4 separate regions of the Mus musculus genome follow, and all the other regions are linked to region 2. A link is a contact called in public promoter capture Hi-C data. All regions are on one chromosome and are shown on one strand. The core of a region is the stretch at or near the end of the contact, and the rest is flanking DNA. Distances in the headings are between cores, read along the strand shown. Region 1 holds the start of Ccnc (cyclin C). Region 2 holds the start of Tgs1 (trimethylguanosine synthase 1). Region 3 holds the start of Coq3 (coenzyme Q3 methyltransferase). Region 4 holds the start of Pnisr (PNN interacting serine/arginine-rich).

Region 1 (5,990 bases), core at 1,657-4,156, about 18 Mb before region 2:
TCTAAATAAAAGCATTAACTATAGACTTTAACAACTCATGGAAATTACCATATAAAATAGTGACCAGCTATAGTATACTACTTCAACCAATATAAAAGTTTACCATTTGTAAAAAATATTTGTAACTTCCAATACTCCTCTTCTGAGAGAAACTTTAGGTCCTTTTGGCGCTCTTTCAACAGATCTTGTTTATCCAAAATCCACTGCAAACTAGAGAAGGTAAAGATTTAAAACATGGCATAGAAAGGCAACAGCAGGGATGGGAAGGGGAGGAGCTGCTTGAGGTACTGGGAGGAGAGAGGGTTGATATTGGGATGTAAAGTGAATAAATAAATTTATAGGAAAAAAGCCAACAAGCCAAAGCATTTAAAACATTAAGATTCAATAAGCTTACCATCTTCTACGAGGCACACCTCTCTCTGTCTTTATTTGTCTGTTTGGTTCTGGTTAGCTCTGGCTATCCTGGAACTCCTTCCATGGATCAGACCAGCCTCAAGCTCACAGAGATCGGCCCCTCCCCATCACCACCAAGTTCTGTGATTAAAGGCATGCAGTGCTTCACCCAGCTTCTTCTTCCTCCATTTATTTATTTATTTATTTATTTATTTATTTATTTATTTATTTGGAGGTATGTACTTAAAACATTGATAAAAGACAGTGTCTGGCTGGGAATGCAGCTGAGGTAGAGCACCAGTTTACCTCTGAAACTTCAGCATTAACTCTTCAGAATAGGTCTCTAAAATCCTTAGTAAATTATGTTCAACAATGAAATACTTGAGTTCTTCAATACATGCTCACCTGTTTCAAATACATTCAGACCTGGAGCAAATTTTATATTTTTCTAATTTAATCCCCTTTTCAATCAGTGTTTTCACCATCACCCCCAAGTTTCTCAGTCTTGTTGGACCAATAAAATCTCTTTGGTTTTTGTGAGTGCTATTTGTGAGTGGAATATATTTGTGAGTGCTTTGCTGGATATAAATCTGTGTCAATCAGTGTGACTCCCGTACTGTCTGGTCGATTAACAAGGATGCTGTAGACGCCATTTCAAACTCTCAGGTAAGTTATTCATCAGAGTTCTCTAGTTTTTCAGCAGCCCACTGGCAGCCTCAGCAAGATCGTTTGAAGAAAAAAACAAAAAACAGGAAAACTTGAGGGTAAAGAATCTCTTGATGGTTTCAAAGCTTCTCTACCTCTTTCTCAATTTCCTTCATAGTGTCATGTGTACCAAACACCAGCACACAGGTTTTCAGACCCTCTAGACTAAGAACCATCCTGGAAGATAGACTCTTGCTATATCCAAAGACTTACTACTGCCTGTCTTAGTATTATGTCACTGAGACAGGCAATCAAGGCATTATCTGAGCACCAGGATTAAGTACAGGCCCAAGCTTTATCCCACCTTTTTGGGTCATCCCCTTTTGTATTTCATTTTTTTAATGGAAACATCTCAGTGAGTGAGAACAATGTAAAATAATGTCCCCCAGTGATGCTTCATTGGCCTTTCATCTTCCCAGAAACACTTGGTAGCAAGGGAGGACCTGCTTTCAGAAACAGGTTTCCAAATTCAGTTTTCTTTCTTTCTTTTTTTTTCCCCCTTCTTCTTCTTTATTCTCAGGCAAAGAGGGAAACAAGCAAACCAATTCACAGAATTAAAATTTTGTTATTCTCTTCCCACTAAAATTTAATTAAACTAAATGTCTCTATCTAGTCCTGTTCATTTTTTATGTATTTAGTGGAAAGCCTGCTCAACGCTTAGCCCAAGCATACAACTTCCTGCATGTTTAACCAAATGTATTTAGAGACAAATATCTTTAAGATTACTTTAGCCCTTCCATGGTCACTGAAAGACATTAAAATTTAGTGATTTAAGTGGTTAAAGGAAGAGGACAAAATCTGGGAAATACACGACTTTAAGGCAAAATATAAGACACTGGCTAATGAATGAAAATGGATATATTTTGAGAGCCCCTGTGCTCGCAAATTCTAGAAGCATTAAAGTCAATTTAGGAGCCTGCAATTGGTGGCTCATGCCTTTAATTCCAACACTTAGAAGCAGAAGCAGAGGCAGGCAGATTTCATTAAGTTCGATGCCAGCCTGTGAGTTTTAGGGCAGCCATCCCTCAACGTGAGAAACACTGCTTCGGGGATGGGGGTAGTGGTGTCAATCTAGGCATAAGGCTGGGCCAGGAAGCAGCAGGTAGAAACAAGCACGACTCACTCCTCTCCTCTGAGTAAATATTAAATCTACAGTAAGGCGAATGACAAGAGATTATAATATCACTGCTATGAAAAAACAAACAAACAAACAAGCTAGCTAGCAATAGCCAACCATGTCCATCCAAAGCAGGGAACCTCACAGAGCTACAATGGGTCACTCTTTCCCTTGCCGGTGCCCACATCATCCCACCAATCAAACCCCAAATTTGAAATGAAACCGCCTCCGACTCCCTTCCCGGAGATCAAACCCCTTACCTCTTACCCATCCTTCGAGCTCACCTCCCCTCTGCTCCCGAAATCTCTCTGTGAGAAGAGGGGAGGCTCGCAAACGACAGCATCACGTTTCGGACCCCCGGCTTCCCAGGGAGGGCTCACCCGCAGCGGCCAGGATGGAAACCCCGAGGGATGGGCAGGCCCAGCCCTCCTGTGCCCCAGCCCCGGCCCCAGGCGAGAAAATGGAAGCTCACTTACTAGTGGGAGCTCTGCCAGAAGTTCCCTGCCATGGAATAATACTGCTTGCCCTGATACAAATGCACCAGCCAGCAAAGCGGCCCGCGGAGCGACCATAGACACAGTCCGGACGACTGTGCTCCTACCAGACTGGCTGGGCTGAACTCCACAGCCACCGCAGCCGGAGGAAGAGAACAGCACCCTCGTCGCCTTGACGCCGGTCGACAACACTGAGCGGCGTACACCGGTTCCGGCAGACAAAAGTTCCGGCCCGCCCTAGTTGCGGAGGAAGCTAGCAACCGCCCGACCGCCAATGGGCTTGTTGAGGCGGGAGCTAAGGAAACACGGGCGGAGGCTCCCGGTGGCGAGAGGCTCTCCCCGAGGTTTCCTGCCAATTCTCCTCCAGAGCGTCCACACACTGGGTTTCTGGTCTAGTGCGGTTTTCTTTTGGGTCCATTTAGGGATCTTGTTAATCCACGGTGTAGGCCTTCAGAAATAGCACACTGGCGTTGAAGAAAGCATGGCAGTATATGACTGCTTTTTCCCTAGGGCTGAAAGGAGAAATAAATGAAAGTAATTTTGGCCTTAAGATGTAAGTGCTCTTAGTAAAGTTCCTGTCGGTATTAAGCCTAACGAGTTAAGTGTAGACTTAACTTAGAGTAGCAATCTTTTTATGTCAGAGCCGGCTACTTGTTTACCTAAAAACATGAGCATATAAATGTACATCTAGCTAACACTTACGTTCCAAATGGGTATGCCGCAGAAATGCAATTAAATAATATTTAAATGTTGCTGTTATCATTGCAACTTTGCGTTCGCGTTTCGTACTGTACTTCGGCGGCAGAGTCAAGAACATGAGGAGTTTCAGGCCAGTCCTTGCTTCATGCTGAGACGCCATCTAGGGGAAAAGAGGAAAAGGGATGTAGATAATCAAGGATGTAAAATGCTTGCTGGTGCCCCAGAAGCTCTGGGTGATACTCAGCACTATATACACCTGCAAGCTAAGGGTATTCAATACCCTCAGATACGTTGTTTTGGGCCAGCCTAGGACAGGTGAGGATCTATCTAAATCTTTTAAGTTTTAATTTAAATTAAAAAATGTCTCTAAATGATTGGGCACACCTGAAAATTAGTCAAGAATTCCGAGGAAGATAGCACCAATGTTTTTCCTTTGTGAGTGGAGTCTAATTGAGATGTGGAATGGAGTGAAAACAATTTCTATAAGTGAAACTAGTATGCCAACTATAGAAAAGATGTTTTTAAATTCCACCCACTTAGGCACGTACACAATTAACCTGTGAAATACATTTATTCTTGAATTTGGATGAGCTAGACTAGGCTTCATTGTTATAACATTGTTATACCCCCAACTTAGCTTGAAAATTCGTCTCATTCTCATGGTATTTCCTAAAGCTGGCTAGTTCTTCCTGGCTGCCCTCTAGATCTTCAGAGAACTAGAGGGTTTCTATCTCCCAACTATTCATTTCAATGTTCCTTGCTTCCAAGATCAACATCTTTCTGGGCAGAACATGACTCAAGCGAGCTCTTTAATAACTAGTATTAAGAGTCTTGAAATAGAAACAACCCAATCAATTTTCATGACCCACTGACCAGAATATACCCAAATGACTCCAACTTAATAGCCAAGGTACCTAAAAAATGTTGAGAGGCATGTAATACATTTGTGAACATTACTGTTTGTTTCACTGCAGATCAGTTTGTTTGTTTGTTTGTTTTGTTTTTTCAAGACAGGGTTTCTCTGCATAGCCCTGGTTGTCCTGGAACTCACTTTGTAGACCAGGCTGGCCTGGAACTCAGAAATCCGCCTGCCTTTGCCTCCCGAGTGCTGGGATTAAAGGCGTGTGCCACCACGCCCGGCAGATCATATTTTTCTTTTTCTTTTTTTTAAAGATTTATTTATTTTATTTATATGAGTACACTGTAGCTGTCTTCAGACACACCAGAAGAGGGCATCAGGTTCCATTACAGATGGTTGTGAACAACCATGTGGTTGCTGGGAATTGAACTCAGGATCTCTGGAAGAGCAGTCAGTGCTCTTAACCGCTGAGCCATCTCTCCAGCCCCTCAGATCATATTTTTCAAAATGTGTTTTAAAGACACAACCATCACCCAAGTTGTGCATCATAGAGATTTAGATTTGCTTTAATTCTCTCTGCTCTTTTCCTTTTGTTTTATCAGCCTTGCATAAAGATTCTGTAACAAACTGCTTGCGATGTTTTATGTGCTTCTATGACACTTTTTTCTTTCTTTCTTTCTTTCTTTTTTTTTTACTGTTTTAGACAAGATCTCACTATGTACCTTTGGCTGTCCTTAAACTCACAAAGATCTGCCTGCCTCTTTCTCCTGAGTGCTGGAACTAAAAGTGTGAGCCACTACACCTAGCTCCTATAACACTTTAAAAACGGGAAGGCGTTAGCACACATCTTTAATCCCAGAACGCAGGAGGCAGAGGCAGAGGCAGAGGCAGAGGCAGAGGCAGAGGCAGAGGCAGAGGCAGAGGCAGAGGCAGAGGAGGCAGAGGAGGCAGAGGAGGCAGAGGAGGCAGAGGAGGCAGAGGAGGCAGAGGCAGAGGAGGCAGAGGCAGAGGCAGAGGCAGAGGAGACAGAGGCAGAGGCAGAGGAGGCAGAGGCAAAGGCAGAGGAGGCAGAGGCAGAGGCAGAGGCAGAGGCAGGCTGATCTCTTGAGTTTGAGGCCAGCCTGGTCTACAGAATGAGTTCAAGAATGGCCAAAGCTGGGCTGGTGAGATGGCTCAGTGGGTAAGAGCACCCGACTGTTCTTCCAAAGGTCCAGAGTTCAAATCCCAGCAACCACATGGTGGCTCACAACCATCTGTAGCGAAATCTGACGCCCTCTTCTGGTGTGTCTGAAGACAGCTACAGTGTACTTACATGTAATAAATAAATAAATCTTTAAAAAAAAAAAAAAAAAAAAAGAATGGCCAAAGCTACACAGAGAAACTCTGTCTTGGGGGAGAGGGTTGCAGTATCCTGGGCTGGCCTGGAACTCACTGTGAACTCAAGTGTTCTGATTTGCTTCTCTGTTATTGTGATAAAATGCTGACAAAGGCAACTTGGGTATATAAAGGGTTGGCTTCACCTTCTGCTCCAGCATCGAGGAAGGCCATGGCGGGAATCTGCTTCAAAACTGAAGCAGAGACCATGGAGAAAATCTTAATTCACCGTGGCTTACTACTTTGTTATGTTTCATGAGCCCACCTGCTCAGGGATGGCACTGCCCACAGTGGACTGGCTCCTCCCATATCAATTAGCAATCAAGAAAATGCCTCACAGACAAGCCCA
Region 2 (6,827 bases), core at 2,349-4,848:
CAGTAGAAACTGAAGTTTAGCTTTTGAATTTATAGTTCACATTTTAGATTTTTGAAACTCTAGAAGATTCACTTAACCATTACCCCCGGGAAAATCAAAAACCAAATTATATACTTCAATATACAATGTTACAGAAAGAAAAATGGGGGCACTGTGAGGACATGTTGGACCAAAGCAAGACCAAATTCTGTAGCTCTATGTCATAAGGCTGGACTTTTAATTTCAATTTCACTGCCAAATTTGCAGTGTTTTCTATGTAGTACTAGCTATTAAGTCAAGAGTGAAGGGTTCTGGATTCTTCCTGAATCTTTTCAGAGGTCTCTGAGGGAGACCAAGCAACATGTTACACAGATGCAACCCCTACACAAAGGCTGAAAAAGTCATTGCTGGTAGTTTCTCTCTGAAAGAAACAAATTCAATACTTTAGCCTCAGGCAAGTTCTCAGGACTTGGACAGAAAACAGCCAGATTTTGCCAAAACAGCACAGGAATGGATAAGTTAGTATGAAAATCTTGATTCCCTCTTGAGCTGGGACTCTACAATCTATCTTATTCTCAACACTAATGCCTATCAGGTTCTAACTAGAATGGCCTATTAAGCTCTGCTTATAGCATCCAACTTCTTTTCTAGTACAAAGTCTTCCACATTCCTCCAAAAACCCACCACAAAAACAAATAAACAAACAACCCAAAACCCCAACATGGCCAGGTTCTTCACAGCAACAGCCCATTTTCTGGTACCAACTTCTGTCCTAATTACTTTCTGTTGTGATAAAACACCGTGATGGAGAGAGAGCAACTATGGAAGACATTATTTTGGCTTACAGTTCCAGAGAAGAGTCTATAATGGCAGGGAGACATGGCAGCTGGCAACTGGAAGAAGAAGCTGAGAGAGCACATCTTCAACTGAAAACATGAAGCAGAGAGAATGCAAACTAGAAGTGGGCAACACTATGAACTCTCAAAGACTGCCCAAGCTATCTACTTCCTCCAGCAAAGGTTTACCTCCTTCCCAAACAGTGCCACTAATGGGAACCAAGTGTATACAGACCTGAGCCCATGTTTGGCTCAGTTTACTCATCAGCCATGTTTCTGGTGGCTTCTGAAGCTCTATCTCAGTGGGTCAATAAGAAGTTCATGTAAGATTACAGAGAAGCCCCTGATGATAAATAGGATTATAACTGATAATGAGAAATTAAGATGTTTTTACTGTGAACAAACGTTAGTCTTAGAGCCATTTCCAGAAAATTTCAGGTTCACATCTATAAACTAGTAAGTAAGACCACAAAAGTTTATGTTTAAGCATGGGTTAATTGTTATTTTAGCAGTCTCTAAAAAAACAAAACAGAACATATACATAGATACATACATATATACATACATACATACATATGGCAGAATGTGGTGGCACACACCTTTAATCCTAGTGTTGGGAGCCAAAGACAGGCAAAGCTCTGTGAGTTTGAAATTATACTGGTTTACGTAGTGAGTTTTGGGCCAGCCAGTCACTCAGTCACTTGGTAAGACCATGTCTTAAAGTCTTTAGGGTTGGGTCTCTATTTGCACCACGTGGACCCTGAGGATCAAGCCCAGGTCCTCAGTATTGGTGGTAAATGCCTTTACTCATTGAGCCACCTCACTGCTGCAGTCCAACTTTTCTTCCTTTCCTTTTTTTCTTTTTCTTTTTTTCTTCTTCTTGAGATAGGCTTTCTTTGTGTAACAGAACCCTGACTGTGCTAAAACCTATCTGAAGACCAGGCTGGCCTCGATCTCAAGAGATCAGCCTGCCTCTGCCTCCCCCTTCCTGAGTGCTGGGATTAAAGGCGTGAGTATTCACACCAGCCTATTTTAATACTTACTCAAACTATTTTTACATAAAAGTAATGTTTTCACTCAGGCCATTTTTACATAAAATTCTGTTAAGGATACTGGTTTTCTCGACTTTCTGCCAAAAAGGCACTTCAAGAAGACTCTAAATGGAGGAGTTCCTTTCCTCTCCCAAGGCTTCATATTTTTCACTGTCCATCCTGCCAGATTGCTATCAAAGCACCACAGACATGTCTCTTATCCAGTTGAGTTAACTGAGTAATTGTGCAAACCGCTACCTTAGTGCAATATTGATCTCTTTTGCTTAGAAAGTGAATTCAGCGCAGCCTGGTCCCATCTTATATTCCATTACCTACCAGCATCTAATAGGAGCATAAAAAAGAACTTTACTGAATTAAATGTACACCTGAGCGTTGGGAGTCATTTTTGTCTGCTTCTGTAAAAGCCTGTCTGTTAGGCGGAGTCAAGGCAGGTCAGGCTGACAGATTTCCTGGCCTGCCAACGGCATGGAACAAAAAGCTACAACTGAGGCTCAAGGAGAGAGGCTGAACGTTCGATTAATCTTTGTGGAAGGAACAGGGAGGCCTCCGGATGGGAACAGATATCCATTCTCTGTCAGCCATTGTCTGTGCTAGTTTGTGACTTTGTTTCCCATGATACTGTAAAGTGTATTAAGGTTATGAGAAATACATTTGGGGCCAGTGTGGTTCAGGCCTGCAGCCCTCCGGATTTCTAACCTTTGTCTCTGAGTCTTCTTTTCGGTCTTATAATCATCCTCACTCCCCCACTAGAAGACTGTTCAACTCTGAACCAGCAGGACCTGTGCAAATGAGCCTAGTACATTTTTTAAATGTTAAATTTAACATGGTGTTATATTTCTTTTTTGAGGAAACTTTCAGATATCTTCCCTCAAGTACATAATGAAAATGAGTACCTTCAAATTTAAAATTTGTCAATGCTTTTCCCACCAGAAGGTACTTTCTATTCTGGCAATTTTAAACATGAAACCAACATTTCCCCCAGAGATGTCTCTAAAACTGCCATAAACAGTTAACACTTTTATCTCAAATAATTAGACGTTTCAGATACATAAATTTTTGTTGGAAAGGATTTTACAGTTTGCAAATAGAGCTCTAATTTGATCCTTCATCTCATCAATCTATTTGTATTAGTTTACACTTCACACTCCATCTTACTGGTATAGCTCAGGATGGTCTTGAATTTGCTATCCTTCTGCATGGCCAATACCTGGGCCATCTCGCCCGACTCAACCAATGTTGAGATTGGCCCTTCATTTATGGAAACCCGAAATGACACATATAAGGTACCACATTTAAAAAAAAATCAAAATTATATTAATCTTCCCTTTAGTAATTGCAGTAGAACATTCCTTCATGCCCGCGGGGTTTCGAGTTTCTTAGACATCAGGTCATGTGGCTTTCTGGAAAGCCTCTCTCTAACTCTGCGACACCCCCATTCCTGAGCAAGGACAGAAAGTGAGAGAGGACCGTCGCGACTTACTCCACAAATGCCCGGGAGCAGAGGCAAAGGATCTTGTACTCCTCCTCGCGGTCTTCAATGAAGAGCAGCATTTCGGCCACATGGTTCCACTTCTCGCAACACATTTCGTTATCCGGGCTCGCTCTGGTGTTGTCCGCGACTGGGCCGGGCGCTGTTGCTGAAGACAGAAAGGCGTAACTCGCGCGGGCAGAGGAGCGGAACGCGCCTGGGGACGCTCGAGCCGGGAGCCAGCCAGCCGCGCTACCGGAAGCAGCGACAGCAGCTACCGGAAGGGGCGGGGCGACCGACGGTCCTACACCCAATGTGGCTCGGCCTTCTTCCTCTCAGGCAGTTAAAGGAAACCGGCACTACCCGCGTGTCTGCTTCTCCCGGCTCTGCCGCCGACCAGCTGCCGAGGTCGCCGATTTCCTGTGACTTTCTTGTCAGGTGCGTCGAGCTCCCCATGGACTTCTCCATGCTGTTCTAGCCGGTAGCAGGCGTGGTGTCCTGGTCGCGGGGCCCGGAGCGGAAAGCCGGACTAGTTCCCGGCCTCTGCGCCTGCGCCGTGCAGTATATCTACAACTGCAGTATTCCTTCCTTTCATAACTCCTAAATTCAATATACCAGTCTAGATGTGAATTATAGATAGGCATGGTGGTATACACCTTTAATCTCAGACTTGGGAGGCAGAAGCAGACAGATCTCTCTGAGATCAAGGCCAGCTTAGTCTGCAGAGCAAGTCAGGTCCACACAGATGCTGTCTCAAAAATAACTAAATGTCTTACAGCATTATTGGAGAGAGTGACTAGAGTTAGACTATGATGCAGTAGAAGAGTAGTCATTAAAAGAGTAGGGGACTTTAACCAAAAGTAGAAGAGCATTTTTATATTGAAAAACAAAATCTTTGCAAGGTAATGTACATCAGAACCCGGAGAAAGAAGCTTGAACTCAAGGGGTTTTTGTTGTTTGTTTTCTTTTTATTGATAAGTGACACATGGGTGTGAGGAGAAGGCTTATTGGTTATTCGAGTTGGTTAAAGGGACAAAACATTCACGGGTGCATGAAAGTTGTCCTCCGCCTTCACATGCTCACTCATGCATCCTCCCCACAGGGTCAGGTGATTAAAAAAAAACATTTTAAAATTCTTTAAAAAGCCAATGGCATGTAATAATTTTACATATTTCTGGGTCACGGGGCAGCATTTCAGTGCATGTAGAAGATCATGAGAAGATACATTCATGAGAAGATCCGGGGAAACGATATATTTCTCACCTCAGACACTGTTTCTTTGTGTTGGGGCATTCAAACTGTTCTCTCTTAGCTGTTTTTGGATACTCACTTTGTAATCCAGTTTTCCTACTGTGCTTTAAAAGTTAAGTCTTCCTTTTGGCTATGCTCCACACCCACTAAATCACCATGTCTATATACTTCCCTGCACTTGTCCTGACTCGCTGTTAATCTTTGAGATTAACTTCCTTGTATGAGAGACTGATATGGCACCACCCAGAGTTAGTGTGAGACTTCCCACCTCCATTAACAACAGCAAAACCAACCAAACAACCTCACAGACATTCTCAGAGGTTTGTCTCTTAGGTGGTTCTAAACCCATAAGCTGACAGTCAAGAGTAGCAACAACAGTGTTGCTATCTATTCTTCATATGTTTGATAGCCAGTGACTATTCAAGCCCCCCTTTTAATGGGATTATTTGGGTTTTTTGACTACTTAGAAATAAATCTTTTGACTCTAGAAATAAATCTACTGTTCAACTAATAGTTTTTTTTTTTGTTTTTTGTTTTTTGTTTTTTGTTTTTGTTTTTTTTTTGTTTTTTTTGCTTTGGATGTCTGTTCTTTGGAGGGCATAGTTTCCCCTATATTTTCTTTTAATACTTTAAAGGGCAAAATAACATTGCTGCCTTTGTTTAAAAGAAATTGGTGGCAAGAGCGTGGGTTTATTTTTATATTCTGTTTGGTTTCCTTGGTCTACATGTCTTCATGACAGTTCCATGTTCTGGTTACATTGAAGGTGGGTATGGTAATGCCTTCAGCATTATTCTAGGGCTCGGGGTTGCTTTGGACATTTCGTCTTTTGTGTCTCCATGTGAGTTTGGGGATTGTTCTAGTTCTATGAATGTATTTTTCTATTTCTGTGAAATGTCTGATTTTTTTATTAGAATTTTGCTGAATCCAAATACCGTTTTGACTAGTATGCACATCTTAACAACATTAATTTCTCCAAAACAAGAACATGGAATGTTTTCATTTTTTATATCTTCTTAATATTTTGGCCTTGTTTTTTATAACTTTTGTTGTAGAGATCATTCTTTTTCTTTGTTAAAGATATTCTTCATCTCGCTTAGGTTTTGAATGTACACTGTGCTCATAGCTGGAGGTAATATATATCTATATACATTACATATATATACACATATATATACATATGTACACATACACACACATATGTATATACCTGCAGTTTTCACTGAGGCTTACTCTATGAGGTTGTGAATTTTCTAGTGTAGAATTTTCTACTTGATGGCATTCAGATTTTTCAGTTTTGGAGCAGCTTGGGTTTTGGGGTTGACAGTGGTTACTTAACCTATATAGAACTTGGTCCTATTCTTAGTTTTAGGTATCTACCTGAGTCCTAGAATGTACACTTTGTGGTTAAAGGAGACTACTATAATTCTATTAATAAGTTTTCTAAGGAGGTACTAAATAAAGCTATAAAGTCACAAGATGCTAAAACTTATTAGCCGGGTGGTGGTGGCACACGCCTTTAATCCCAGCACTTGGGAGGCAGAGGTAGGCGGATTTTTGAGTTCTAGGCCAGCCTGGTCTACAAAGTGAGTTCCAGGTCAGCCAGGGCTATACAGAGAAACCCTGTCTCAAAACAAAACAAAAAAACAAACAAAAAAACCAAAAAAAACCCCAAAACCTTATTAAAATGTAAACAAGTCTATTGGAGTCAGTGCCTTAAACAAAAACAGCCAAAGTTTCAAACTGTTAATTGGGCCTAAGCAATTTCCTTTAACCTATATGAAAGTTTAAACATTTTGTTTATTAGCAGTGTTAAATACAAAAACAATTTTTGAGGTACAGTTCACAATAATATGTACCATTTTATACTGTGTAGATTAGTGGGTTCCGTCATCCTTACTCTCTAATTCTAGGGTATTTCGTTATCTCTTTGACATTCCCCAGCTCTGGCAACCACTAACTTTTCAAATTACCTTGTTTTGGGTATGACATATCAGTGGACACAAACTGCCTGGCCATTTGTCATTTTGTTTGTTTTTAATTGTTCACTCATGTTGCAGCAGGTCTCTGCTCTCTTGACTGAGTGGTGCTGTATTATATGGCTATATCATTTGTATCCACTCATCAGTTGGTGGGCATCTTAATCTACTTTTCAACTATTATGAATGATTCTGCTACTAATGCACAAGTTTTGGTGTGAATGGTATGTCTTTAGTCTTCTTGGGAATATATGTAGTAGTAGA
Region 3 (6,285 bases), core at 3,096-5,595, about 18 Mb before region 2:
CATCCAGGAATTCCCCACAAAGATGCTCCACTCCCAGACAGCTCAGCCTTGGTCACATGTTCTGTCACCTATCGCATGGGGCCTGTAACCACCACTACAGTAAGGAGGTGCACTACTTTATGGGGATAGCTAGCCTTACCGGGATTTCTCCCATAGGTTCCTCACCCTTACACAGATCATATTCAGTTGCATGTCTCAGCATTCATTGCAGGGGCCATGCAGCCAATCCTATCCAATTCATCCTTGGTTCTCTTGGTCCCTACTTGGGTGCCATGTGTTATGGGAGACTTTTCTTGGTGAGATCCATCTATATACTTAAGATACGGAGCCAACTACAAACCAAAGTAACTATTCTCCCCAAAGTCCAACTGGCAAATTAATGAGTTAATCGGCACGAGTTATAAGGGTTACTTACAGGAGCAGGAGCCACTAAAGGGGAGCTATAACCTCAGAGAGGGGCCTCTGTGACTCTGGTTCCTTTCAGCTTTCCTGGCTTGTGAGAATTGTGTACCTCCAGAATCTTATGACTCTCCCCTCCCTCACCCCTGCAAGGAATGTTTCAATTCAGAAGAAATTATTATATAACATTAAAACCATTTTTGTGTGTATGCACCTGTGTGTGGTGTATGATGCTATACTTGGATGTCTGTTGTATGCAGTATGTGTCTATGCACATATGTGTGTGTATATTTGTGTGCATGTGGAGGCCAGTGGTTGACTTTGGATGCCTTTCTCAATCACTCTTTTTTTTTGTTTTTGGTTTTCTTTTTTTTGGTTTTTTGAGACAGGGTTTCTCTGTGTAGCCCTGTCCTGGAACTCACTCTGTAGCCTAGGCTAGCCGCGAACTCAGAAATCCGCCTGCCTCTGCCTCCCAACACTCTTACTTTTTAAGACGAAGTCTCTAACTGAACCTGGAACTCATTCATTCAGCTAGGATGACTGGCCAGTAAGCTGCAGGGATCCGCCCCACCTGCCACTGCAGGAGTCACAGATAAGCCACTGCAACAAGCCTTTAGATGGGTTCTGGATCTATGCTTAGCTCCCCTGCTTGAGGGGCAGGTGCTGTACTGACTGAGCCACCTTCCCAGTTCTGGCTTTTAAAAAACAAACATATATATAGTCCCCTGACGTTTATGTACATTTGAATGCTTTCACCTGGTCCCCTTTTTCTTCTTTCATTTTTTCTATTGTTTTGCCCTTCTTCTTTAGCAACCCTGACATTCAACACCTCCTTTATCCTTTTGTCTGATTACCCAGGTCTTTCTTTCCTTTTCTATCCCTTTCTGGTCTTCTTCCTGTATCTTTTTACTTTGACACACTTAGCACATTGGAAAGTAGTTTTTCATTGTTAGTGCTGTGTCCACTGGTGGGCTGTCATTAATTTTTACACGTGTTTATATAGCTTGTATGGTTTGCTGTTGTTGTTGCCAAGTGGTACGTGGGTTAAATGTTCAGAAGGCGATCACTCACTAGGAAGATGCCCCAACCCAGAAGAAATATCCAAACCAACAGATATGCAAATCACAGCATATCAGAAAGCAAGACAGCATGACTCCCCAAAGACCATCCTCCAGCGACAGAACCCAATGATACTGAAAAGTCAAGTACCGGATAAAGATTTCAAATGACTTCTCATGAAAATGATCAATGACCCAAAGAGTATACAAATAAAAAGATGAACCCAATACAGGTCCAAAAGAGGAAACTCGACAACAGAGTGGAAGAAGTCAGCAACGTGGATGAAAGGTCAGCAGCAGCAAAACTACCCCACGCCCAAAATCTGAAAAGAAAAACAAGACAACAAACAAAAACCACAGCCTGAACAAAACAAAACCAACAGAAATGTTAGAAAGTAAGACCTCAGTAAATAAGTAGGTAAATAATACAGTGGAAAACATCATCAATAGAATCAAGTAGAGTCATATAACTAGAGGCCAAGGGTGACTAACACTATATTCAAATGCCAATAAGGAAAAGAACTAAAATGAGATACAACTGAAAGAAGAAATCTAAAAATCATGGGCTAGAAGAACAAGCTGAGATAAACACCAATCACACAGAATATCCATTCACTGGCATCAGAGGAAAAAAATTCCTCAAATCTTCAGAAAGAAACAGATATTCAAAACACATCTGGAGACTTGGAACCCCAAATACCTGCGACTGGAGACAAACCTCTCCATGACATTACAGTCATGTTATCAAAAACAGTCAACCATTGGTTAAGAGCACACACAGTTCTTCTAGAGTTCAGTTCCTAGCACCCATGTCAAGCTGCTCATAGCTGCCTGTAACTCCAGCTCCAGGGGATACAAAATCTTTGGCCTCTGCAGGTGCCCACACTCATGTGCACATACCCTTGCCCCCACATACACATAATTAAAAATAGAAATATTTTTAAACGAAAGTAAAGAAACAATATTACAAACTATAAGAAGAAAAATATGGGCTTGGAGAGATGGCTCAGCTGTTAAAGGGTAGGCTCACAACCAAAAATATAAGAAGAAAAATATGCACAAATCACCTATATAGTCGAAACATGAGACTAACTCCAGCTCTCTTGATCAACAATCCTCAAAAACAAGAAACCATGAAATAAAATACATTCTAAGCTCTTAAAGAAAATAACCATCAGCCAAGGCTGCTATAAGCCAAAAGTCTATCTTTTAAATGGGCGATGAGGGTTGGAGAGGTGGCTCAGCAGTTAAGAACACTGGCTTCTCTTCCAGAGAAACTGGACTGGATTCTCCAGCATCCATGGGGCAGTTTCCAACCGATAGACGTACAGTCCTAGGGAATCCGATGCTCTCTTCTAGCCTGTAAGGACATCAGGCACACACAGCCTGTGGTCTGCAGCTGTAGATGCAAGCAAACACCCATACCCATGCCCATACCAGAAAAGACTGGCAGTGACATGAAGATGTGGTGAGACAAGTACAAATTAGAGCAATGGCATCATGTCAGCAGAGCTGGCAAAGGCACGGAGGAGGTGACTATACGTAAGGGAAGAACATGCCAATCACAACAGCTTGGGAGGCCGAGGCAGGTGGGTCTTCTGATGTATGAGACACACATTAAAAGGTTTCTAAAAAATGGACCAGAGATGTTCTGGATCTCTGGAACAATGACTCGGATTGTTCTGGAAGACAAAGTTTAAACAATAAAAGAGTATAAATGTATATAAAGACAATAAAATCTTATAAAAGACAATAGAAGAGTATAAAATCATCTCTCCAGAAAATTAAAGTTGGAATCGTAATTCCATCTAGATCTCCAAGTTCATTAATATTTATTTATATCTTGCTCTCTTAAAAATTATAATTATTTTTTTCAGTAGTATTTAAATAGGTATTATTGCTGTTACTGTCATATTAAAATTCCCAACCATACCAATCTCTACCATATAGTGGTCATTTTCTTTTCTTTTTTTTTCTTTTTTTTTTTTGTTTTTTTTTTTGTTTTTGTTTTTGTTTTTCGAGACAAGGTTTCTCTGTGTAGCCCTGGCTGTCTTGGAACTCACTCTGTAGACCAGGCTGGCCTCGAACTCAGAAATCCGCCTGCCTCTGCCTCCTGAGTGCTGGGATTAAAGGCGTGTGCCACCACGCCCGGCCTGGTCATTTTCTTGTAAAGGTTGAACCTAATTATCTGCGTACTACTTGCGTTTAAAAATCTATAGCACCAAATGCAGTTAGCTCTTTACTTTATTTGCCAAACAAGAGCATAAATGCCTTAAATTCTTTGGCGGGGACGGTAAGATGGTGAGCAATAAAGTAGTGAGGCAGCGCTAGGACGTTCCCCGTGTGTCTTTCTTGGTTTGGTTTGGAAAGCAAGAACCACCTCCAGGATCCAGCAAGTTGAATGGCGGCTCCCGGGCCACAAGCTCATAGAACGCAAATAAAATAGGGCAAAGGTCGTGGGCTACCCGGCGGCGGCGGCACAAGAGACACGCTCTCCGAGGCCCAGATCCTTAGTCCTCAGCCTTTTTCCCCTGGCTTCTCAGACCTGGAGGGTTGTAGCCGCTGGAGAGAGCAACACCAGGTCCCGGAGGTCACCAGGGATGAGGACGGGGCAGCGCGGCGCTGCTTTTAACCAGACCCCACGGAGCCGGACAGCCCACCGCTCTCTGCCGCGCTTGCGCAGAGCCGCCCCGGCACCCGAGGCGTGCGGAAGAACCTCCGCGCCGGCGACACTCACCCGACCGTGAAGTTAGGCGAGGAGGCTGGGCGACCGCGCTGGGGCACCCAAACCCTAGCGTTTCCAGGAGACGAACCCCACGAGAGCCCAGCCTTCCACCTCTCCACATCGCGACTAGAATCCTACTCCTTTTCCGGTCCCTCCTCACAACAAATCCCCAGCGGAAGGGTTCCGCCTCCTACACTCGCGGATGCCGGCTTTTGCATTTGCATTAGTTAATGTGAATTTGTGGTCACCGTTAACTCGAGCTCCTCTATCAAATTATGTCTGCAATGAAATAAAGAGATGTTCCTAATAAAAGGCCACGAAGACCTACCTACCTTCTCGTCCTACGAGTCACGCCGTGCTGTTTTCGTATTTACGAGCTATCTCCTCAGTCTTGGAAAACCGACTCTAATGCTTAAAATCAAGTACGGAAATGCTTTTTCCGAGAAACCCATTCTCTTTCAATGCGCTCAAGTAATCACAGAGAACAGAAGTCCACATCTAAAGTACATTCTTTGAAACTGACCCTTTATTCTGTTCAGGATACACCGTATGTAGCAGAAAACTCCTTACACTCAGTTTAGACGTTTATTGGAAGTAGAAACGGAGCAGTATGAAAGATTCTAGTATGAATCTAATATGAAGTTCATACTAGTTTTTTTTTTTTTTTTTTTTTTTGTCAACTTGACATTAATTTGATTCACCAGGAAACAGGGACCCTCTCCTGAATTGCCTTCATTAGACTGAACTGCGTGTTTGTGGGGCGGCGTTTTCTTGATTGATGTTCAGCCCTTTGGAAAGTGGAACTGGGTTGTATCTGAAGCTTGCATTTATGGATCTCGCCCAGACTTCCCTCAATGATTGATTAGGATCTCTAAGCCAAAGAGAAAGAAACCCTTCCTAGAGTTGCTTTTAGTCAGTGTTTTATCCCAGCAACTAAAAGCAAACCAGGAACGGTTAAAAAACAAACAACAAAATAAAAAATAATGCCCTCATAAAAAGAAGGGTAAACTCCTAAAATTTAGGGCGTCATTCTACATTTCAGCAGGCAGTGCTGTCCTTTAAATCGGGGAAACTTACTAAGCTCTCATCCTCTGAGCTAAAATACTAACCTCATAAGCTGTATGAAAACCAGCTGCTCTATCACTGTCAGAGGTCCCTGTGTTTGGAGGTATATGGCCATTTCTCCAAATGAAGGTGGAAAGTTTTATACACAAGTTGAAGTGTCATGTTTTTGCTGGATTGACAGACCCACGGAAAATCATGGTTAACACTCTTAAGGACTTCTGTGCATGGACTGTACTTAACATTAAGTGTACACCACACAGCTCCATAGCCATCCCAGTCTCGCTTCAGCAAAGGCAGGAAGTGATATGCTTAAATACTGGTAGGAAGCAAAGAACCCTCTAAATCCCCCCACGCAGCAACAAAACGCTTTTCTGTAAGTTCAGTTGAGCTGTGTCAGAAATAAAATTGTGGTGACTGTAATGCAGTATGTAGCCATTACTGTAGGAAAGTTCCAGAGTAACTCCAGTCTTACTTATGAACAAGCTGTAAACTAGCTCATACATATTTTAGAAAACTCAACACCCATTTAACATTTGCAATGTGTTCTAGTTCTTTAATAAAAAATGAAGGGTAAGTCACTTTATGTCTACACAAGCTTTATCCCTTTGAACAATCTACTACATCCATCCAGCTGAATGAGTTCTTGGACTTACTCAAAAAGTCTATCACACGGTATCCACTCTGAGAAATTCTATATTGCCACATTCTATTTAAAACTGAACTTACAGGGGAGTTGGAGAAATGGCTCAGTGAGGACCCAAGTTTCAGTTTTCACACTGTGACTCACAACCATATGTAACTCCCTATCTAGGGCACCTAACACCCTCTTCAGGTCCTTGTGGGCACCCTAACACAGATATACACTCACTATCACTAGTTCAGTTTAGAAACTTCAATGTTAATTTTTTTAACTTACTATAGGAATTTTTAGCCTTATGCAACTCCTAAAAATTTCCAACTAAAAAGTTTTAAAGCCCAGGGTCTAGAAAAATCACACACACCCCATTAAAGAAATAAATCCCAGAGCCCCTTGGTGAT
Region 4 (6,140 bases), core at 721-3,220, about 18 Mb before region 2:
AGACTTTCTGACATTCCAGATCCAGGGGACCAAATATCCTCACACTCATGTGCACATTTACACACTCAACACAGGCATGAGCAAGCATGCGTGCATACACATGTTTACACACACACACACACAGAGAAATAAAAATAAATCTTAAATGGAAAAAAGGAAAACGCTTCAATTGACTTCAAAATGACTTCTTCAAATAATGACCGCAAATATTTACAAAACTCATTTACAGATTGTGACAAAAAGATGAGAATTGAAATATGTTTTAAATCTCTTTGTACCTAGCAGTTCTGTATTCTTAACACTAAAGGGATTCAGAAGTGAAAGCAGTTAAGATCTTGAGTTGGTGGCTAGCCTGGGCTCCTTCCCCCAAACTGAAATAAAGTTCTATAGTAGCCCGAGTCGGTAATCTCAATTGTAAGAAGCTAAAGCAGGAAAGGCGCTGAGCGGTCTAGGCCAGTCTTTGCAACAGAGTAACAAAGAAACAAAACACCGACCAATCAAATAGAAGCTGGTGGGAAACAGCAGACACCTGAAAGATTTAGCAATGGTCAAAAGTGGAAGAATCCGGACAACAAAAGCTAGGACTGACACATAGACATAAAGTAGTAATTTTTCATTGAACAGAGACGGTGGCCAGAAGGCTCAGCAGCTACAGCACCGGCTGCTCTTGCAGAGGACCTGCCTCCAGTTGCCAGCACCTCATGGCAACTCACAACCATCTGTAACTTCAGTTCCAGGGGATCTCCACAGAAAAATACTATCTTTTTTTAAAAATGATTTTTTTCTTTAACTAAGGAAATAGGAGCATGCCCTCAATTAATAATGTAACAACATTGTTCCATTAATAGTAAAAAAAAACAAAAAAACGTGTCATGGAAGTATATGTTACTGAGAAAATAAAACACGTGGTTATACACTAGCTGTTTAATTTTTCTATAATTAAATTAAGTTCTAGGGCTTGATGTGGTAGTGAATACATTTAATTCCAGCATTCATGAGCGAAGGCAGGAGTTCCAGGCCAGCCAGGATCATATAATGAGGCTCAAAAAAGTCCTTAAATATAAAGCTTACTTATGTTTTAAATTGTGTGTCTTAAGAATATCCGAGAACTCATTACGTCTCCCCTGATGCTTTAGAAAACCACCCCACAAATAAAGTCTTTACTGTTCTGGTTTGGTTTTAGCTGGATGTACTCAAAAAAAAAAAAAAATCCAAGATTGTTTTTGTTTTATCTAGGGTTAGGAAGAGAAAAGGTAAATGAAGTATTAAAGACTGCTAATTTAATCAAGCACAGTCAAAATTTGCTCAGTGCCCAGTTTTGTTAAGATGACACTATTATCCACAAAACTACGAAACAACTGAAATATAGGATACTACTTGTTTCCTCAGTGATGCTTAACACATAATACCCATCACTGGGTAAAAACACCAAAACTAAGCAACTAAATGATACTTGTCTAGGACGCAGCAGAAAGCGGTTGCGCCTGCGTAGTGCGAGTCGCAGAGTCGAAGTTCCAGATCCCGGCCCCCGCCGCCTCCGCCCCTCCACACTCCCTGCCCCTCAAGGGTTCCCACTGCGCACGCGCACTGCTTAACGGCCGCTCAGGCGCCCAACAATTAGTCCCTTGCCTTCTCAAAGGAAACTCTTAGTTCGAAGAATGGGTCGTGAGCCCTCTCCTTAGCCAAAGGCGGTTCCCTTCGGGCGACAGCGGCTCTCTCGCTCACTCTCTCGGGCGGACGCCGGAGCTTCTCCGGAATGAGGTTCTGGCGGTGGCGCCAAGCAGCGTACGCAGCCTGAGTCCCGCTCCGTTCGCCACACTGACCCAGAGGACTTTAGTCCTCCGGCAGGTCCCCCGGGGTAAACTGCTCGTCGCTTACCCGCTCCGGTTCCGGAATACCGCTGTCGCCACCGTTCCTGTAATTCTCTCCAACCTTTCGATGCTTCTACTTCTTCATGAACAAGACAAGATGGCGCCCGGTGGTTCTCACCCGGAAGTGAATGATAATAACATCCGCTTTTCGGCTGAAGTCACACTGATTCTCAGCCAGGCTTACGACCATGTGATCTTACCGACGGGACGAGTCCGCGCCATTTTTGTTGAGGGCAAACCCAACCCACCTCGAGTTGGACCCTCTTGTGTGTGAAGCCCGTGTCATACCCGACACATTTTCATTTGTACAGCCAGCACAAAGCCGAGCCTAACGTTCCGGTACAATGGACGGAATTTAGTAAACTTTAGGCAGGAGACCCTCGAAGAGCAAATGCGTTCTAAGAATCAGTTCCGCTTTGGGAAGGATGCTGAATCGCTTTGCCTCTTTCAGACTACGGAGAGGACCGCAAGTCAAACCCTGCCAACTTGGAACTCACTGTGCCAGGCCTGAGTCGCAGAGCCTGAGTTCTGGAAGCAGGGTGTTTGCTAGGTCTCCTTGTTCACCTCCTAGCATCGCGCCCCCTGGTGGGAACATTTACTCAGTTCAACTTCGCTCAGCTACTCTTTAAGGAAAAGTAACTGAGAAGCAGAGTTTCCACTGGTCCTTCCTTACCTAAACTCCAAGATGGCCTCCCGAAAGGAGGTAAAAGGTGTTTAGCGTGAACAATGTTCATATATCTAAAATGTCAACTTTCCAGACTAGGAGTTTAATTACAAAAGGAAACAAAAATTCTAAGAAACACAGCATTCTTAACCTAAATATTGGAAAATGACTTTCTTGAAATGTCAGTGTAACTAAAAAGAGTTATGAAGGAGAATTCCAGGAAAAAGTCTGTGTCTGCAAAGATTGATTGGAGCTTCAGTGATGTGGAGAGGTTGGAATTTTACAAGTCCAGAGGCTAATTACCCAATCTGGCCCTAGCTTTACCCACGAATTGCCAGTCTTTGCCAACCTCCCCATATTAGAGCTAAATCCTGTGACTAATAGATTAAAAACCTTTTAGAACTTTTAAAAAAATGATTTATTTATTTTTATTTTATGTGTATTGGTGTTTTGCCTGCGTGCATGTCTGTGTGAGGGTGTCAAATCACTTGTTGCTGGACTACAGATAGTTGTAAGCTGCCATGTGGGTACTAGGAATTGAACTCTGGTACCAGCGCTATTAACCACTGCCCCAGCCTTTGGAACTTTTTAACTTAGCTGACTCCCAGTTTCCACCAACCCAAGAGCTAAGAATGTTATCAGATAGCATCTGCAGCGATGTAAAAAGTGTCCCCATCTTGCTGTAGCTTCTGTGATGTACACACCAATGTATCTTAAGCCTGCCTTGGTTTATGACTGTCTGTTCTTTAAAAACTATAAAATGTCATGAAACCACTTCCGTGTTATAAAAGAAATTTGGCATAACTGTGTTCCTTGTGCCATGGACATTCAAATGTGGCTCCACAATAAACTCTCTTATTCCCTTTAATGTGAGAACTCTGTTTTTAGCACCCACACCATGCACTAAAAATCTAAGTCTTTGAGTTGGGAACTGCACAAGAAATATCAAATTACTCTAGAAACAAGACTGTAGTAAACTGAATAAAGAAAATATAGGTAGATGTGAAAATAGGAATGCCCTTTACAAGAAATTCTGTAATTCTCAAATGAAGTATTTGAAAACCATGTAGTCTGTGTGATTAGAATAAAACCCTACTAAGTAAACACCTGCTAGCCTCAAGTTTGCCTTCAACATGTAATTTGGGGAGTGGGGTGGAGAAAACTGCCAATTATCTGGCAATACTATGATGTGAGTTCATGAGGTTAGTACAACTAACTCAGAAGGAGACCTGTACTTGACTATTTCCATTTAGCATCTATAAGAACTCAAGGAGATCTACTAGCAGCCACCAACCCCGTTGCTGGGATTGAAATCAAATGTCACCATACTTCACCTCACTGAGAAACATTCTAGCCAGGAAAATGGACGATCTTTGGTGAAATCTGCTTGGATTAGCAAGGCTATGGAAAATTCCTGCTCCCTATAACCATCTGTAATATATCCCAAGTAAAACTGAAACGAATACTTGGGTGACAACTTTTGCCCTCCAAGGACCTAACATATTAGTGCACAGAAAATTTTACATTGTCAAGTGATTAAATATTTTGACTAGGGACACTAGTGTAAACTAGCCATTTTGGATATCCAAATGGGAGGGCCTATTAAATGCCTTGTAGGGATTGCAGGCACACATCACCACTCCCATGTGTGGATGTCAAGTTCTATTTTATCAGAATATATGCTGTTATGTTAAAGCTCTGAACAGCTATCATATATGAGGTCTGTAATTTGGCTATTGTGTACTGTAATTATCAAGTGCCAGCATCTTGTCTGTATTACCTGGCAATCTACTATTAATGATTACCAGAGAACTTTAACTTCAGGTTTGTTTGTTCCTATTTATAGGGCTGGGAAGATATCATCATTTGTAATGCAAGAAGACTTACTTGTGTTTGATTCCCAGAACCCACACCTAAGAAAACAAAACAAACAAAACAAAACAAAAAGCAGGAGCTGTGGAGTACATTGTGGTCCCAGCACTAGGAGTGATGAAGGTAGACAGATCTCTAACATCTATTGAGTTCAACGTCAATTAAGAGACCCTATCTCAAAAACAAAGGTAGAGGGGCACCTGAGGAATGCTCGTGAATGTCCCCTCCCCCCACATGTGCATATATGCTTATGAGACCTGGTCACCAGGCCACATGTATTCAGCTACTGCCAGTTCAGATAGTACATATGAAGGCTCCCCAATGACCACAAAGTAAGCTGCTGAGTCATTTGTGAATATATCAGAAAGCTAGCCTATCTTGAACAAAAAGCAGCCACTTAAAAATTGTATGCACTAGGGGCTGGAGAGATGGCTTATCGGTTGACTGCTCTTCTGAAGATCCTGTGTTCAAATCCCAGCAACCACATGATGGCTCAGAACCATCAGTAACGAGATCTGATGCCCTCTTCTGGTGCATCTGAAGACAGCTACAGATAATAATAAATATCTAAAAAAGAAAATCACAAATCTAAAAAATATGCAATAGATTAGAAGGTGGTTGACAGAAATAGCTACTAACATTAATGTGTAGAAATTTAGATTATGGTATAGTAAAACATCAGATTTAACTGAGATTCACTATAACCTTCGAGGCAATAATATATATAATGAATTTCTATTTAATGGAAAAGTTTGAAAAGCAAGATACTAGATACTAGATGCTACTGAATGCATTTGACAAGGTAATCTAAAGAAGAAAGTGATGTGTACAGCAACCATGACCAAGGCAGATTTTATAAAAGAAATCATTTAATTGCTTAAAGTTTCAGAGGTTCCGTCCATTATCATCATGATGGTGGCGTGCAGGCAGACACTGGACCAGTGGCTGGGAACTACATCATGATCCATAGGCAGGGAGAGTGACTCTGGGCGTGGCATGGGCCTTTGATACCATGAAGCACATCCCCAGTGACACACTTCCTCCAATAAAGCCACACCTCCCAATTCTTTTAATCCTTTCAAATAGTCCTGGTGCCTAATCATTCAAATATATGAGCCTGTGGGATATTATTATTCAAACCATCACATGAATATAGTCTGACTTGGTGCAGAGGCTGAGTCCCAAAGGTCACTTGAGCCTGGGAGTTAAAGACCAGACTGGGTCATACGTTACAATCTTCTGTGTGTCTGTGCAGGGAGAAGGTAGAAATCAGAAAGGATTAAATGGTTTCTGAAAACCAAAAGGAAAGAATAAAAACAATCTTTTTTTTTAATCTTCTATTCTTTGCAGGATTGTTTTTTGAGACAGGCTATCTCTATGTAGCCTTGGCTCTCCTGGAACTTGTATGGAGACCAGACTAGCCTGTGACTCAGAGATTCCCCTCCTTTGCCTCCTGAATGAGTGCTGAGATTTAAGGCATGCACTGCCACACCTAGCTGAGGCTGGATTTTTGAACTGCACAAAATAAATTTTAAGGCTTTTAAAAAGTTTTTTTTCTTTTTTTACTAATATGAGTGTTTGCATGTATTCATATGGATCATGTGCATGCCTGATGCAGGCAGAGGCCGGAAGAGTCTGTCAGATCCCCCAGAAATTGTAGTTCCACTCCATTGTGAGTAACATGACAAGGGAATGATCTTTTTAAAAAACTGCACAACTTCTTAGTATATCAT

Evidence for each region. Promoter capture Hi-C pulls out the DNA fragments that hold promoters and counts their contacts.
Region 1: a promoter capture Hi-C map of pre-B cells shows a contact between it and region 2. The contact joins the promoter of Ccnc here to the promoter of Tgs1 in region 2. A contact is called at or near these places in 3 of 39 promoter capture datasets (cranial neural crest, pre-B cells and second pharyngeal arch cranial neural crest).
Region 3: a promoter capture Hi-C map of pre-B cells shows a contact between it and region 2. The contact joins the promoter of Coq3 here to the promoter of Tgs1 in region 2. A contact is called at or near these places in 2 of 39 promoter capture datasets (cranial neural crest and pre-B cells) and 1 of 484 Hi-C or Micro-C datasets (CD4 T cells).
Region 4: a promoter capture Hi-C map of pre-B cells shows a contact between it and region 2. The contact joins the promoter of Pnisr here to the promoter of Tgs1 in region 2. A contact is called at or near these places in 3 of 39 promoter capture datasets (cranial neural crest, frontonasal cranial neural crest and pre-B cells) and 1 of 484 Hi-C or Micro-C datasets (CD4 T cells).

The regions. Positions count from the first base shown.
Region 1 is chr4:21,724,617-21,730,606 of GRCm38.p6, reverse strand. It overlaps Ccnc (cyclin C), which reads right to left and starts at 2,906. Exons shown (of 12, transcript NM_016746.4): 1 at 2,692-2,906; 2 at 104-210. The coding sequence starts at 2,723.
Region 2 is chr4:3,571,650-3,578,476 of GRCm38.p6, reverse strand. It overlaps Tgs1 (trimethylguanosine synthase 1), which reads right to left and starts at 3,598. Exons shown (of 13, transcript NM_054089.4): 1 at 3,348-3,598. The coding sequence starts at 3,451. Tmem68 (transmembrane protein 68) reads left to right here and starts at 3,624. Exons shown (of 8, transcript NM_028097.4): 1 at 3,624-3,773.
Region 3 is chr4:21,877,706-21,883,990 of GRCm38.p6, reverse strand. Coq3 (coenzyme Q3 methyltransferase) reads right to left here and starts at 4,345. Exons shown (of 7, transcript NM_172687.2): 1 at 4,195-4,345. The coding sequence starts at 4,303.
Region 4 is chr4:21,843,878-21,850,017 of GRCm38.p6, reverse strand. Pnisr (PNN interacting serine/arginine-rich) reads right to left here and starts at 1,970. Exons shown (of 11, transcript NM_001369189.1): 1 at 1,879-1,970. It overlaps 4930528A17Rik (RIKEN cDNA 4930528A17 gene), which reads left to right and starts at 1,570. Exons shown (of 1, transcript NR_028384.1): 1 at 1,570-3,691.